2 separate regions of the Rattus norvegicus genome follow, and region 1 is linked to region 2. Evidence: chromatin contacts called from public Hi-C data. All regions are on one chromosome and are shown on one strand. The core of a region is the stretch at or near the end of the contact, and the rest is flanking DNA. Distances in the headings are between cores, read along the strand shown. Region 1 has its middle 130 kb from the start of Dusp4. Region 2 holds the start of Dusp4 (dual specificity phosphatase 4).

Region 1 (7,044 bases), core at 3,113-5,612, 130 kb before region 2:
TTGGACAAACTAGGCATGGTGGTTTAATCCTAGTACTTGAGAGGGAGAGGCAGGAGAATCTGTGTTGAGTTTGAGGCCAGCCTGGTTTAGAGTAAGTTCCCGGACAGCCAAGTCTGTTACACAAGGAAACCTCGTCTCAGGGGGGAGGGAGAGGGGAGAGAGAAAAAGGAGAGGGGAATTGGGAGAGGGGGAGGGGGAGGGGAGGGGAGGAGGGGGGAGGAGGGAGAGGGAATGAGTGCTGGATACAGGGCTGCCGAGTTAGCTCTTGCTGCTCTTAAAGAGGACCTGAGTTTGGCTCCCAGAAGCCGAGTCAGGTGGCTGGCGGCCATCTGTAACTCCAGCTCTGGGGGATCAGATGCCTCTGGCTTCCTAGGGCAACCGCACCCATGTGCACATACCCACATGCAGACACACACCTAGGCATCGTTTAAAATACTATAAATAAACCTTAGAAAAAGAAAACCACCAGATATAATAAGCCTAAGTCCCGCAGCATGAAATACTCAACCAAGACCTACGTCTTTATGTGAAAGGAAGACGTCCTATCTCATTAGCACACAAACCTGCTCTTAACTTCAATAAGTGGTAAAACTATACGTACACCAAAGAACTGGTTAATACATATTTCTTTAGGGTTCCTTGTCAGTAGGCAGTTGGTCTCTATGCCTTATTATGCTCCTGTACACTCAGGGTTCTGCAAAAATAATAATAATAATAATAATAATAATAATAATAATAATAATAATAATAATAATAAAATAATATAAAATTAGGCAAACAAGAATCAGGAGGGGAAAACTTCTAGAAACCCTGGAGAAAATAACGCCAAGCTGAGATCCAGAACCAAAGCCCGACGAGCCAGATGGCCCCAAACCGTCACCCAGGAGCTTCCCCTTCCTGACAGTTAAGAAGGGCAATCCCTGCTTTATGGCTGATTTTGTCAGCTCAGATCTCCACTTTGCATTCCTAACGCCAGGACTTCAAAATGGAACTTTTATTGGAGGGAAAGGAGATTAAGCTAAACGGGAGGTATCCGTTTGCAAGTGGTATTCATTACCTTCACATTCCCATCACCACAACACCTGAGAGAAGCCACGCAAGGGTGGAAAGGGTTATTTTTTACTACATTGGAAATGGCTGGCTCCAGTGTAATGGGGGAAGGTATTGTAGCAAGGACTCAGCCGTGCTGGCCAGAGCATGATGATGGGAGCTGGTCACACAACATTGGACCAGAAGAAGAGAGCTGGATATGAACCAGAGGTTAAGAGCCTTCACAGGCCTCGATCTAGAGACCCACTTCCTGTCTCCCACTTCCTGTCTCCCACTTCCTGTCTCCTGCTGGCTCCACATCCTCCCCCAAAACAGCACCACCTGGGAAAGAAACATTCAAAACATGAGCCTGTCAGGGAACATTCTGATTCAAGGCACGACGTCGCCCTTATCAGATATGACTGGTGTCCTTATGAGAAGTGACACCAGAGTCCATGAGCACATGGAGGTGAGCTCATCTACAAGTCAAAAGCCAGAGGCCTCTGTGGGTACCAAATATACCTATGTCTTGACTGCATCTTGGACTCCTAGCATCAGGAACCACTAGGAAGTCATTTTCTCTCTGGCACACCTCTGTCTAATCACGTGATGCACACCAATCGTGTTAGAATATGAAAAGAATGCCCTCCCCCACAATCAGCCTCTATTCTTCATAAACTATCCACCCCCAGTATTTTGTTACAGCAACAGACTATAGTCTAAGATGGATTTCTGTCTGGTCTTTTGAAGTTTATTTGAACCTCCGTGCGTGAAAGAAAAACAAAATGTTCATTTACTTTTTCCACGACACTATGATTTCTTGCCCATATCTGTCAAAGTATTTCTTGATCTCTAGATACCATACAAAATTCTCACAAGCAAAGACAATTCTTTCGTTATTCAGAACTGATCTGTCTCTAGCATATGAGCCATAGCCCTGAACTGAGTAGTAGCATAAAGTGTAAGACTATGAAATATACAAATTATATTGTATATATTATGCATCTAACTATTGGTTTTTAGTATATCTGATTAAATAGTATATATTCAAGTTAATTTCACTCTTACATACCCATCACCACCCATACGATACATTAGATTTCCAGAACGTTTTATCAGAGAATTTAAAGTGTGTGACCTTTGGCCAGTATCTTCCCATGTTTCCACTTATGTGTTTATTAAAAGATAAAGGAAGGATTATGTTCTATGGAGGTGTGGTGAGGTATGGGGGGGAGGGGTACCTTCATGGGGCCCATGTTGAGGCATCCCTTCCCCCTGAGGGACCAGACACAAGAGGTATAGTATAGGATAGGGTTTATTAAGAGCATGGGGAGGGGAGTTAGGAAGAGAGTAGAGGTGGAGAAAGGCAGAGAGAGAGACAGAGAGAGAGAGAGAGAGAGAGAGAGAGAGAGAGAGAGAGAGAGAATGAGGTAGAGGCTGGCCATGAGCACGTGGATGCTCATGAGAGGGGGGATGGGGAGAGAAAGGACACAAAGGGGGAAAAGCAAGAGAGGGAGGAGGGGCAAGAAGCCCATTTTATAGTGTCAGGCATACCTGGCTGTTGCCAGGTAACCGTGGGGCGGAGCTTAGAATGCTAACACCCTCACCAAGCCCTTTTAACCATTTTTAAACTCTGATTCTGAGTTTGACTCATTAGGTTACATGAAGAAGTAAAGTCATTTGGTATTTGTCTGGTGTGCTTATACGGTGTTTTTCTGGATCTGCCTGATTCCTTTTTACTCTTTAAATGTACCTCTAAAGCCATTAAAGAGGGGGGAGATACACACACACAGCACATATACACACACATACATACATACACACATGCCCCTCAACATACCTCACGTTCTGATTCTAAAGGGCAATGACGGAAAACAAGGACCATTGAGATACAGACTAAAGTGACTTGCTCTACTATTTCATGGAGAGTCTGAACTCAAGTCAGTGTCTGAGAGGCTGGGCAAGACCCACCCAGGCAAGACAAGTGTTGCTAAAAATAGAACTGGTTCTGTTGGGTATGGCTCTGAAGACATCTGTCCTCAGCTTAGATTCCCCTTTATCCTTTTGTACCTGAGAAGGAACTGTGCAGAGGTGCAGTCAGAAAGGATGGCAAACAGGAAGCCACATCTTATGAGAGTCCTGAGGTGTACCCACGGCCTGAGAATTTACCATCCCCTAATGACTTGAGCACTCACGAGGGTAGTCTGCATCCCCACTGTCGTGCCAGAACGTAGAAATTTAGAGAAATTCATAATAATACAATTAAACAGCGAAATGCACGTGGCCGGCATCTTCACTGGTCTTTATCAACAACAGTTGAATGACTGAAAGAAATCCGAGATGTCTTCTAGTGTACTAAGAGGAGCGGTGTTTTTCACCAGGACCCACGAAAGGATGTGTATATGCAAGTATGTCTGGTTTTATATCAAGCTTGAGGAGAAGCCCATGTGATAATATAATACCAGCACCCAGAATGGCAAATGCCAGATAGCACTGGCACCATACTTCCTACAGAGAACCCTCTTCTCACATAGATCTTGTTGGCGCCCTCCAGCTCTCCACTGAGCATGCGCCATGCGGGAATGCTCTCCTCCACTGGAGGCCACTGACGCAGCATCTTCAGCAAGGTTGGCAAAAACTCCTACGCAGAAGAAAACAAAACCAGCTCTTCAAGCATCAAGTTCAAGGGAAACTCAGGTTCTTTCTGGAACTTGTTCACCCTGGCTATAACAAGTAATTGATTAGTTTCGGCAGACGATCAGGAGTAGAGAATGCTTCTAGACTCGTCGAAATAGCAAAAAAAAAAAAAAAAAAAAAAAGGCAAAAGTTGATCAAAATAAGATTCCTGAACTCGAAAAAATAAAAAAATAAAATAAAATAAAGAGAAAAAAAAAAAAACCCAACACACAGTAGCTTTTGGCTGTTGTTAGACCTCTGGAAGTTTCATGGCAGTGTTTACAAAAATAAAATAGGAGTTATGACAGCTCATTATGTTTAAAGATGAATATTCATAACCATGCAAGGGTGTTTATGAGAGATTGCATTTTCTGTTTTCTCCTGAAAAAGCCGTTGAGCTATGTGATACTTAGAGAAACTGACTAATTTTTCTTAACCGCTTAATCTCTTGGGAGTGAGCTTCATTTATCTTTTATCCCCCTCACAACAGCCTATGAAAGAGGCTTTGTCGTAGAAAGGGTGCTTGTGGTGGTCAGGGAACATATGTCTCAGTAATCCAAGGACAGAAGTCAGTTGTCCAGTGTTAGAAAGAAGCCCTGACAACCTCCCTGCATCCTGGGCACACCATTTGTTCGCTGGCCATGTGGGCTAGCATACTGGCCAGGCGCCTAAACTCAGAGCAGCCTCAGCAGGCTCCCTGGCAGGGCTTCCTGAGTCAGCAATCTCCTCTCCACAGAGCAGATGGGCCAGCCCTCAGGGAAAGGAAGCTCTTCTGAGAGTCTCCTGTCTTCATTCTTCCCAAATGGGCTTTGCTATAAAAAGCAAATTAAACAGCCATTGTTCCTTTCCTCCTTGGAGCTGACATCCTAACATCCTGCCTAGTACCCGGGGCTCCCGGATGTTTGCTGCTGGCCTGGTGACGCCTGCCACTGAAACAGCAGTAACAAACAAACAAACAAAAAAAAAAATCGTGTCTTCCACTCGGGAGTGGTATTTGTCTGAAACCCCTCTTCTTTGCGGTAACTTTTTGCGAAGAGAGCTTTCTCATTGGTCCTGGTGTCTTCTTCCTCCCTCCTGTGGGCCTTGCACACAGGTTTTGGCTTTATCGTCCTCGGAGAGGCATGGAGGCCTGACCTTCGAACTTTCCCATTCTAGTATACTCTGCAGTAACCGCCATACTGCCTGCGCCTGTGAGTGACGTCACCGCTGGGTTCCAGACCTGCGTGCGTGCGTAACAGAGTATTCAGAAATACAGACTAGCCACCCGGCCTTGAACCTAAAGCAGAAAACAACAATAGCAACCAGAAACAAAACCTCTTTTTGTTTGTTTGTTTTTCAAGATAAGGTCTCACTACAAATCCATGGCTGTTCTGGAACTCGCTATGTAGACCAGACTGGCTTCAAACTCACACAGACCTGGTTACCTATGCTGGGATTAAAGTGTGCACCACCATCCTTTCTAAAACAACGCAGATGGGAGAAAAATAAAGAAGCTCTGAGTCTTTGGGTTGTATGGTTGGTTTTTCGTTTCTGAACACAGGGTTTCTGTCTCTCTGTAGCTCTGGCTGTACTCAGAGACGTTCGCCGGCCTCTCTCTCCCAAGAGAGAGGCACAGGGGAGAAAAATCAGAAGGAAATCACAGGCAACTTCATGCCTTGAGGGAGAGGCAAAGGGAAGACCAGCGAAGGAGAGACAGGAAGGGGAAAGAGGGAGAGGGAGGGAGAGAGAGGCTCACACTCACTAATACAGATGGGTGCGCCTCTTACTGTACTCTCCAGGCTGAGAGATGGCTCAGTAGCTAAGATGCTCTGGCAGAGGACCTGAGTCCAACTCCAGCACCTGTATCAGGTGACTTCCAACTGTTGACGTCAGGAATCAGCTTTTGCCTCGAACCCAGCAGTGACGTCACTCACAGGCAACCGGGACCCGCACATCTGTTGCCATGGCAATTGTGTTTATAAAGGGATAAGGGGTGGAGGGGTATGTTTTATGGAGGTCTTGCCTCAGCGGGCCCATGCTGAGGCATCCCTTCCCCATGAGGATCCAGCCACACAACGGTATAGTATAGAATAGAGTTTATTCAGGGGATGGGAAGGGGAGTTAAGAAGGTAATAGGGCGGAGAAAGAGAGAGAAAAGTAGAGAAATAGATGAATAGGGAAGGAGGGGAGGAGAGGAGTAGAAGTCAGCCATGAGCACGTGGAGAGAAGGGGAGTGGGGGATGAGGAGAGAAGGGACAAAGGGGCAAGAGAGAGCAAGAAGAAGCAGGAGCAAGAGAGAGAGGAGGGGGCAAGCAGCCCCTTCGATAGTGTCAGGCACACCTGGCTGTTGCCAGGTAACCGTGGGGTGGGGCATACCTAGCTGTTGCCAGGTAACTATGGGGGTGGAGCTTAGACAGAATGCTTACAGCAATGGCCGTACATTCCCAGCCTCCTTTTGGTTTAGCCCCACCTTTACCTATGAGTGGTTACGTCACAGTTTGGATAAAAGGCAGACTCTTCCTACCCACCTCCTCTTTTTTTCTTCTTTCTCTCTCCCCCCCTCATCTTCTTTGTCCTCAATAAACCTCTTCCACATGGGACTGTACTGTCCTGGTGTGGTCTGTCCAGACGTGAGTCACGATTCTATCACAACACCAACCACTTAGAACTACAGTTCCAGAAAGATCTGGACCTCTGGCCTCTGGCCTCATGAGCAATCTCATGTCCATACCCACCTACATACGAATAATTCAAAATAAAATAAGTTGTTTTTTATTTTAAAATGGGGATCCTATAAGTTTATTTAAGAGCATCTAAGTCACGTCTTTGGGCAATATCCAGATAGAATTCAGCACTGGCCAAGTCACAGGACAAGACAGCCCCACTTAGCCTGGACGCATGGAGGTATAATCCCACGACTGCCGTTAGCCGAGTGGTAACTGACCAGAGACAATGGGAACATACAATGCATCCTGTATCCACCACCCCAAGACTAAGGTCTGCCACTTTAACAAACCTCTCATGGCTTCCCATACAAGACACTGAAGAAAGAGAGCTCTTAAAAGCATGTCTCAGGAGGACATAAAGGCGCCTTGCCCATATTTCATAGGAAATGATAGGAGAGATAATTTAATCGCTCTTTTCTGAAAGCTGTGGCAAAAGGTTCCCCAAACTTGCTGAACTGGGGTTGCTGGGTGGGGTGTTCCTGGATTTTTACCAACCTCAATTCTCAAATTGAGATCTTCTGTCAGACTGAAATTCTGGCACACGGTTCCTGAACTTTTCTGAACTTGGTCGAGTGGCTTTATTCTAAGAAGGGAGAGAGAGAGTTTCTGGTAAATAGAGTGTCCAAACAGGAAG
Region 2 (6,546 bases), core at 1,059-3,558:
TAGCTGTCCCTCTCCAGGAACAGGCGCGCAGGCGCGGGCACTCACACGTGGACACACACTGACACGCGCCTGCCCACACCCCCTGCGCGTGACTCGCCTATGGGATTTATGGACTTCTCCGGCAAGGATTACTGTCAGGTGCAGAAAGCAGCCTTTTGTTCGGTGGGCATCCCCACCCCTCCCCGGATTTGACTGTTATTTACAAACCCTGTGAGCACTGGGCAGGGGCCTGGCCTGCCAGGGGTAGGAGGAGCACCCCTGAGGCAGGGGAGACAAAGGCCAGCTTGGCCAGTGCTGGCCGGGGGACAACCTCACCCTCATTCCCCTCTGTGACTCTGGTGACTAGCATCCGGAGCTAAGGGCTGCTGGCCGCTGGGTTTGTAAACTGCGGGGAGAGGACCCAGGAGAGTGAATCTGATTCCGGCTGTCGAGGCACCGGGGATGTCTAGCACCCATAGTGGGCCAGCCAGAGGGAAGCACTAGATGTCCTCACAGCAAGCTCCGAACCAAGCAAGAGAAACCACTTTGCCCTCCTCACTGGTGCTGGACGCCCTTGCCACTCTCCTAGCCTGAAGGCCCAGTGCTCGAGACCTTGCCCCAGGCAGCCGATGTCACTCTGTTGTTGTGGCTCCTTCCGGAACCCGGATGTGAGTGATCCCGCACCACGGGCACCAAAATACAGGGTGCATTAGGGGGTCGCTAATATGTCAGCAACAAATTAATACGCATGTAATAGCTCATTCTTTAACTGAAAAAACCCATAAACAAAATAAGAAACGCAGTGCCATTTTGGAACCCAAGGTAACAAGGAAAATTCTCCACAGATGATTGCCCCCTGCAACGCCCACTGGACCCAGAAAAGGGTGTTGGGGACTTCAGAGTGCAGAGAGTCTGTAGGAAGCCTTGAAAATGGGAGTTGGAGGTGATCTCTGGAGAGCCGCTCTGCAGAAAACAAAGCAAAGGTAACTGAGTGGAGAGAGGGTTTAACCGGGGGAAAGGACCCTGAGGCTTTGGCTGCCCTCGCTGCCTCAGTCAGGCTTCTACTCGCAACCTGAAATGGAATATTCGACCTGGCCGCTACCAAACCCCGTAATTCCCTTGTTCGGTGATTAATTCTTGCTAACAAGACTTGGCAAGATCTCGGCCGAATAATTTTTGGCTTCTGTAAGGTCCCCACCACATGCGCGCATAACCTCCTTTCTTGCCAAAATCAAGCCCTTGGGAAATTAAATGTCCCCGGGAAGGTAAAAGCGGGGTGCAGATGCTACGTGACCTGGAAAGAGGGATGTAGAAACTCGAATCGTCTCTGAGCTTATTAAATTTGCCTTTTAAAAGGTCACTCTTCGCATGGACACTTTTCAACATCTTCCTTCGCACCAAATGTAGACCTTAACAATTATTTCCTTAGAGGACATTGCGTGTGAGCAAGAGGGAGGCGAGGACTTCCACCAAAGCGGAAAACCTCCGGGTATATCCCTCCTCCCCCCCTTCCCATGGTTAAATAATCAGGTTTTAGGAAGCTTGGGCCGGAGTGCTTCCCATTCTCCTGCACGGGCACACCATTCGGCCAATTAACGCCCCCCTCTGGGTTGTAAAGTAACAAACCCCTACACCTCTCTTTTGTTATTGGGCTTTGGCGCGAGGACTTCCCTTTCATCTTTCAAAGTCCGGGGTTTGCCCAGGTTCCGCGGGAAGCTATAAAACCGATCTAATAGCTCCGGACGGAAATCGATCACGCAAATGTATAAACTAAGTCCGGGGAATCGCATTAAAAACAAAACAAGACACAACCGGCCGGACCCGAAGAGCAAGCTTTAGTCCGGCGAGAAGAGGTCCCAAGCCCTGCGGGGTGGCAGCCATACAGTGTCAGGTTCCACCCAGCGAGACCTCGGAGACTTGGGGGGCGGGGGGGGAGCGCAGGGGTGAAGACCTCCACGCTGAGAGCCCAGGCCTCGGTTAGGCCCGCGTCGCCACCCGCTACTAACACAACGCCGAACGCCGCGCTCCGGGGCTGAGGAAGGACAGGGAGCCGCACGGCGGCTCCATTCACAAAGTCCGGGAGCTTCCGGCTTGCCGGCGGGTCGGAGGCTGCCTCCTTTTTCCTCTAGGTCTCGGTTTTATGAATGGGCCTGGCAGACAGCACCGAGCGCCCTGTTTACTCCTCTCTTTGTGACGTCGAGTTCCCGTGACTGGGTGCGAGGGGGCCGGCGCTCCATTCAAGAGTCGGGGTGGGGGCGGGGCGGGGAGCTTGCGTGGGGGGCGGGGCCTGGAGAGGTAGTAATGACTCTTCCCTCCCCCGGGAGAGCCGGCGAGCATTAATAAATCTCTAAGCAGAGGAGGAAACTCTGGCTGGGGCAGTGCGTGCAGCTCCGGCGGAGCGTTGGGGGAAAACGGCGGTGCCTAAGGCAGGAGCAGCCTAGCTAGCAAAACACACCAGGGGCAACAAACCGAGAGGAGCCCTCTCTCTCGTAAACATACTCCCCTCCTCGGTCACTTGCTCCGGGTGCCGTGCGCCCGCCTGCTTTGGCGCCAGAGAAGGCTCGGACTGCTATGTAACGTCGAGGCTGCGGGAGGAGGAGGAAGGGGTGTTGGGAGAAGAGCCTTGGGGCCAAGTTTGCGGGTCACTTCGGCAGGCGCCTTCTTAGCCTTCGCCTGTTCCTTCTTGTAGCCTAGCTGGCTTGGGTGCCCTTGGTCTTCTCCGGCTCCCCAGCTGCTGTGCTTTGCCGGCGACATGGTGACGATGGAGGAACTGCGGGAGATGGACTGCAGCGTGCTCAAAAGGCTGATGAACCGAGATGAGAACGGCGGCAGCGCGGGCAGCAGCGGCGGCAGCCACGGCGCCCTGGGGCTGCTGAGCGGCGGCAAGTGCTTGCTGCTGGACTGCAGGCCGTTTCTGGCTCACAGCGCGGGCTACATCCGAGGCTCGGTGAACGTGCGCTGCAATACCATCGTGCGGCGGAGGGCCAAGGGCTCCGTGAGCCTGGAGCAGATTCTGCCCGCCGAGGAAGAGGTGCGCGCCCGCCTGCGCTCTGGCCTCTACTCGGCTGTCATCGTCTACGATGAGCGCAGCCCGCGCGCCGAGAGTCTCCGGGAGGACAGCACAGTGTCGCTGGTCGTGCAGGCGTTGCGCCGGAACGCGGAGCGCACAGACATCTGCCTGCTTAAAGGTAAACCTGGGCGCCCGGGAGCGAGGTGGAGGGTAGGTGTAAGGGACTTGGTGACCTGAGCCCTGCTGGGCATTGGGAGGAAAGTACCGGAATGATTTCGGGCTGCTGGAGTCCCCTTCCTTGCGTGTCTTTGTGCGTGTCTGTGTGCACGGTTTTGCTGTGGTTTTGAGTACTAAGTCCTGGGGAGGCCGTGCTGGCGCGTTTCCCCAGTCACCTGCAGTCCGCACGCGTCCGAAGAGTTTCTGTGTTTATTGACATGAGCGGTTCTGGCCTGGATGCTGGCAGCTATTCCTCTGCGCAGCCCAGCCTCAAGTACTGAGCACGCACGCGCTCTTAAGTCCCACAGGGTTCAGAGAGGCCTGTTTCGGTATAACCCGGAGAACTGGAGAGGGGTTAAGGAAGGTGAATGCTGAGGTGAGATCTGTCTCGGGAGTTCCTACACAACCGGCAAATGAGGGAAGGAGAATTGGGTTGCAGATCTGGGGAGCGAACTGTTTTTCCTCTCCCGCTGCTTCAACTCAGAGCCTTCTTGGAAGGCGCCCCCCCCCCCCGCCCGGGTCTAAGGGAGGCTGGAGTGCTGTACTGGGGGGACACCAGACGCGTCTGCTCCTGCTAATCCCGGGAGCAGAGAATTACCTTACCACCTTTTGTTCACACATCATTCTCGGCTCTGCTAGCGGCGCGTGCCTGGTTAAAGCGAACCCTGGCCTGGGAAATAGGTGGCCGGAGAGAGGGTGGCTTGTCAAATTTAGAAGTCAGGCACCCCGAAAGGATCGCGCAGTATCCCAGACGCGGGAGGAAGGGACAGACCGCTCTCCGCACCTGCCTGCTAGGTCCGTGTGCGGGCTCCGGCTGGGGAGCACTGCGGTGGGGGGTGGGAGGAGGGTGGTCGCGCGCCCCCTGCTGCGCCGCGCCCCCCCACCTCCGGCCACCGCATTCCGCGCATTCTTTCGCGGGGGTCGGGTCTTCGCTTCCAAAGCCGGGAGATTTGTTTGACCTCCGCTTTCAAAGAGCCGCCCATTTCCCTGCAGAGGCTCTTCGCCTCCTCCTTCTATACTTTTTCTTTTGGTATCTTGTCCACCTTAAGGAAGGGAGGCCGGGAGCGAAGCCCTTTCTTCCGTCCCCTTCCGAACAGCACCGGGAAGCAGCCGGTTGCGGGCGAGCTGGGCTGGCCCTGCGGAACAGCGGGGGTCTTTGTTCTCCGCAGTTGTTTCCTGACCATTTGACCCGTCAGCTGCTGGAGAGACGCTGCTGTTGACCCGAGGCTGAACTGCCAGGGCCATTTTGCTGACTTTTCTTTCTTTTTCCGCGAGGGCCGCCTTTTGCTCTTCCAGCTGATGTCCCTAAAACGCTTTAGGAACGACGGGTTCCAGATCTCGGGAATCGGGCCCACGCGGTACCCGGAGCCCTCGATCAGGCGCAGGTCCCGGGTCCTCTGTCGGCGGAATCCTGCTTGGGCTCCGGGCTGCGCGTCTGTGCTATTGTTCCAGCCTGCCCGCTCTGCCTGAATTGAGATCGCGCGGGTGGGAAAGGTGAAACTGTTTCGGGGTGAAAGTCCCAGGCTGTCCTAGGTTCCCCAGCGGTTGGATTGAGAGAGTCGGGGCCCATGCCTTCCAACCCTGGCTTCAGGAGGACTTCAGCCCCACGTGGAGTCAGGGATTGTTTTGTTTTTCTTCCTGGAAGAATTCCGAATGGGACCGCCCTGGAGCGGCAGCTGCCTTGATCCCGATCCCTTGGCTTCCTTCCGGGGCGCAGGCTCCGGGGTAGGCCAGGCGCCTAGGAAGGGAGGCATATTTTTAATGTTAAACCTTGTGGCTCGCGGCACTCTACCGGTCCTGATTCGGATCTGGAGACCGTGAGGCCAGGCCAGTTCTGAGAGATGCTTCAGGGTGAATGCTGATGTAAGACTGGACAGGGCAGGTGGCCTCTGGGCAAGATGACAGTCCCATCCCTAATGGGTGTCTGTCCCCCAGAAAGGCAGCATGTCCTTTAAGCCGCGCTTTCTACCCCCTTCTCTTACTGGGCGGTGAGGATCAATCACCCCATGCCCCTCAAAAGCCAAAGGCCTTCTTCCCAGTCGCCTGGAGTCCTTAGTTTTCATTTGTTCGGGAACAGCTGCTACCTCACCTTCACCCCCTTTTCTAGCCAGAAGTTCAGCAGCCCTTGGAAGCAAGAGCCTAAAGCGATTGAGAGAGAGGGGGAGGGGGGTGTTCCTCCTCGTCCTGTGGAGATACCAACGTTTGTCAGCCTTAGTTTATGTGGATGTGCTGAACCACGACCTAGCCCTTCCTTCTCCTGTACAGCCAGCTATTGGAAGACCTCGTAGAGCAGCAAGAAAATGTCTGCTCTAGGAAGGGGGAGGTCGTGGGAACTAAGCAACCCCCCAACCAACCCCCCCCCCCCCCCCCCGCTCATTCCCGTTCGGGAAATGTGGCTTGGTGTGAGAGAATCGGCCCAAGGCCCTCTTCTGCTGGTGGAGTGAGGAGGCAGATAGCAGCAGGCAAGTGTAGGGAGACATAGTGGGTGTCCCCCATCCTAGGCATGGGGGAGACAATAACCCTTTTAGAAGTGATGTCCCTCCAGGCCAAAGAGCCCCCCCACGTGACTTTAAAAGAAACACGCTTTCCTATTTTTTTTCTCCTAAAAGATGATTGATTGTTTGATTTTTTTTTTTCCCTCCCCACAAGTAAGGGTTTAAAAACAGAAAAACTTTGCTAAACTATTCTTAATCTTGTACATTGATCAAGTCTTGGCAAAAACTAAGAATCTTACGTTTCCGTTTTGTGAGTCAAAAAACATAGAAAATAATTTAACTTAAAATCCTGTAAGGCATTTTAGGGACAGTTCTAAAAAATTTTTCTTTCAGATTTTATCTTACTTTCCCTGTTTCGGATTCTTTTTTTGTTTTTTTGTTTTTTTTTCGGAGCTGGGGACCAAACCCAGGGCCTTGTGCTTCCTAGGCAAGCGCTCTACCACTGAGCTAAATCCCCAACCCCCCTGTTTCGGATTCTTAACTTCCATAAATGTTTGGGTTGGAATTTTAGACTTGCATGCCTTTTAAAAAAAAAATCTTATCCTAAAGGAAATTTTTGTTTTTAATGACAGTGTCCCCAATCACAAATTAGTCTGATACACACATAATTTCAACCTGGCGTGGCCGATGCCTGTGGTCTCAGACCTCTGTACCTCTGTGGCTGAGGCGACTGGATTACAAGGTCTTGACCAGCCTGCCCCACACACAGGACCTTCTTTGTGCAATTTTATCTTCCCTCCTATGTAGAATTTACCATGTGATCTAAGTTCTTATTCAAACCTGATTGCACAATTATGCAGGGAGCTGCCTTGAGCTTTTGGGATATAGTCATCCAGACAGTCTCCT

What was found. A called contact is a pair of places that touch in the nucleus more often than the background predicts.
Region 1: a contact with region 2 is called in a Hi-C map of Schwann cells, with 5 times the contacts expected there. The contact joins the enhancer-like site here to the promoter of Dusp4 in region 2. A contact is called at or near these places in 5 of 12 Hi-C or Micro-C datasets (Schwann cells, frontal cortex, liver and 1 more).

The regions. Positions count from the first base shown.
Region 1 is chr16:64,220,584-64,227,627 of GRCr8, reverse strand. No RefSeq gene overlaps it. Among named protein-coding and RNA genes, the nearest start is that of Dusp4, 130 kb to the right of the region's middle. Within about 2 kb of position 4,362, at least 30 of the 93 cell types and tissues checked have an H3K27ac peak or open chromatin away from gene starts, as enhancers often do. A contact at or near this core is called in Schwann cells, where this site is marked.
Region 2 is chr16:64,089,462-64,096,007 of GRCr8, reverse strand. It overlaps Dusp4 (dual specificity phosphatase 4), which reads left to right and starts at 2,308. Exons shown (of 4, transcript NM_022199.2): 1 at 2,308-3,167. The coding sequence starts at 2,732.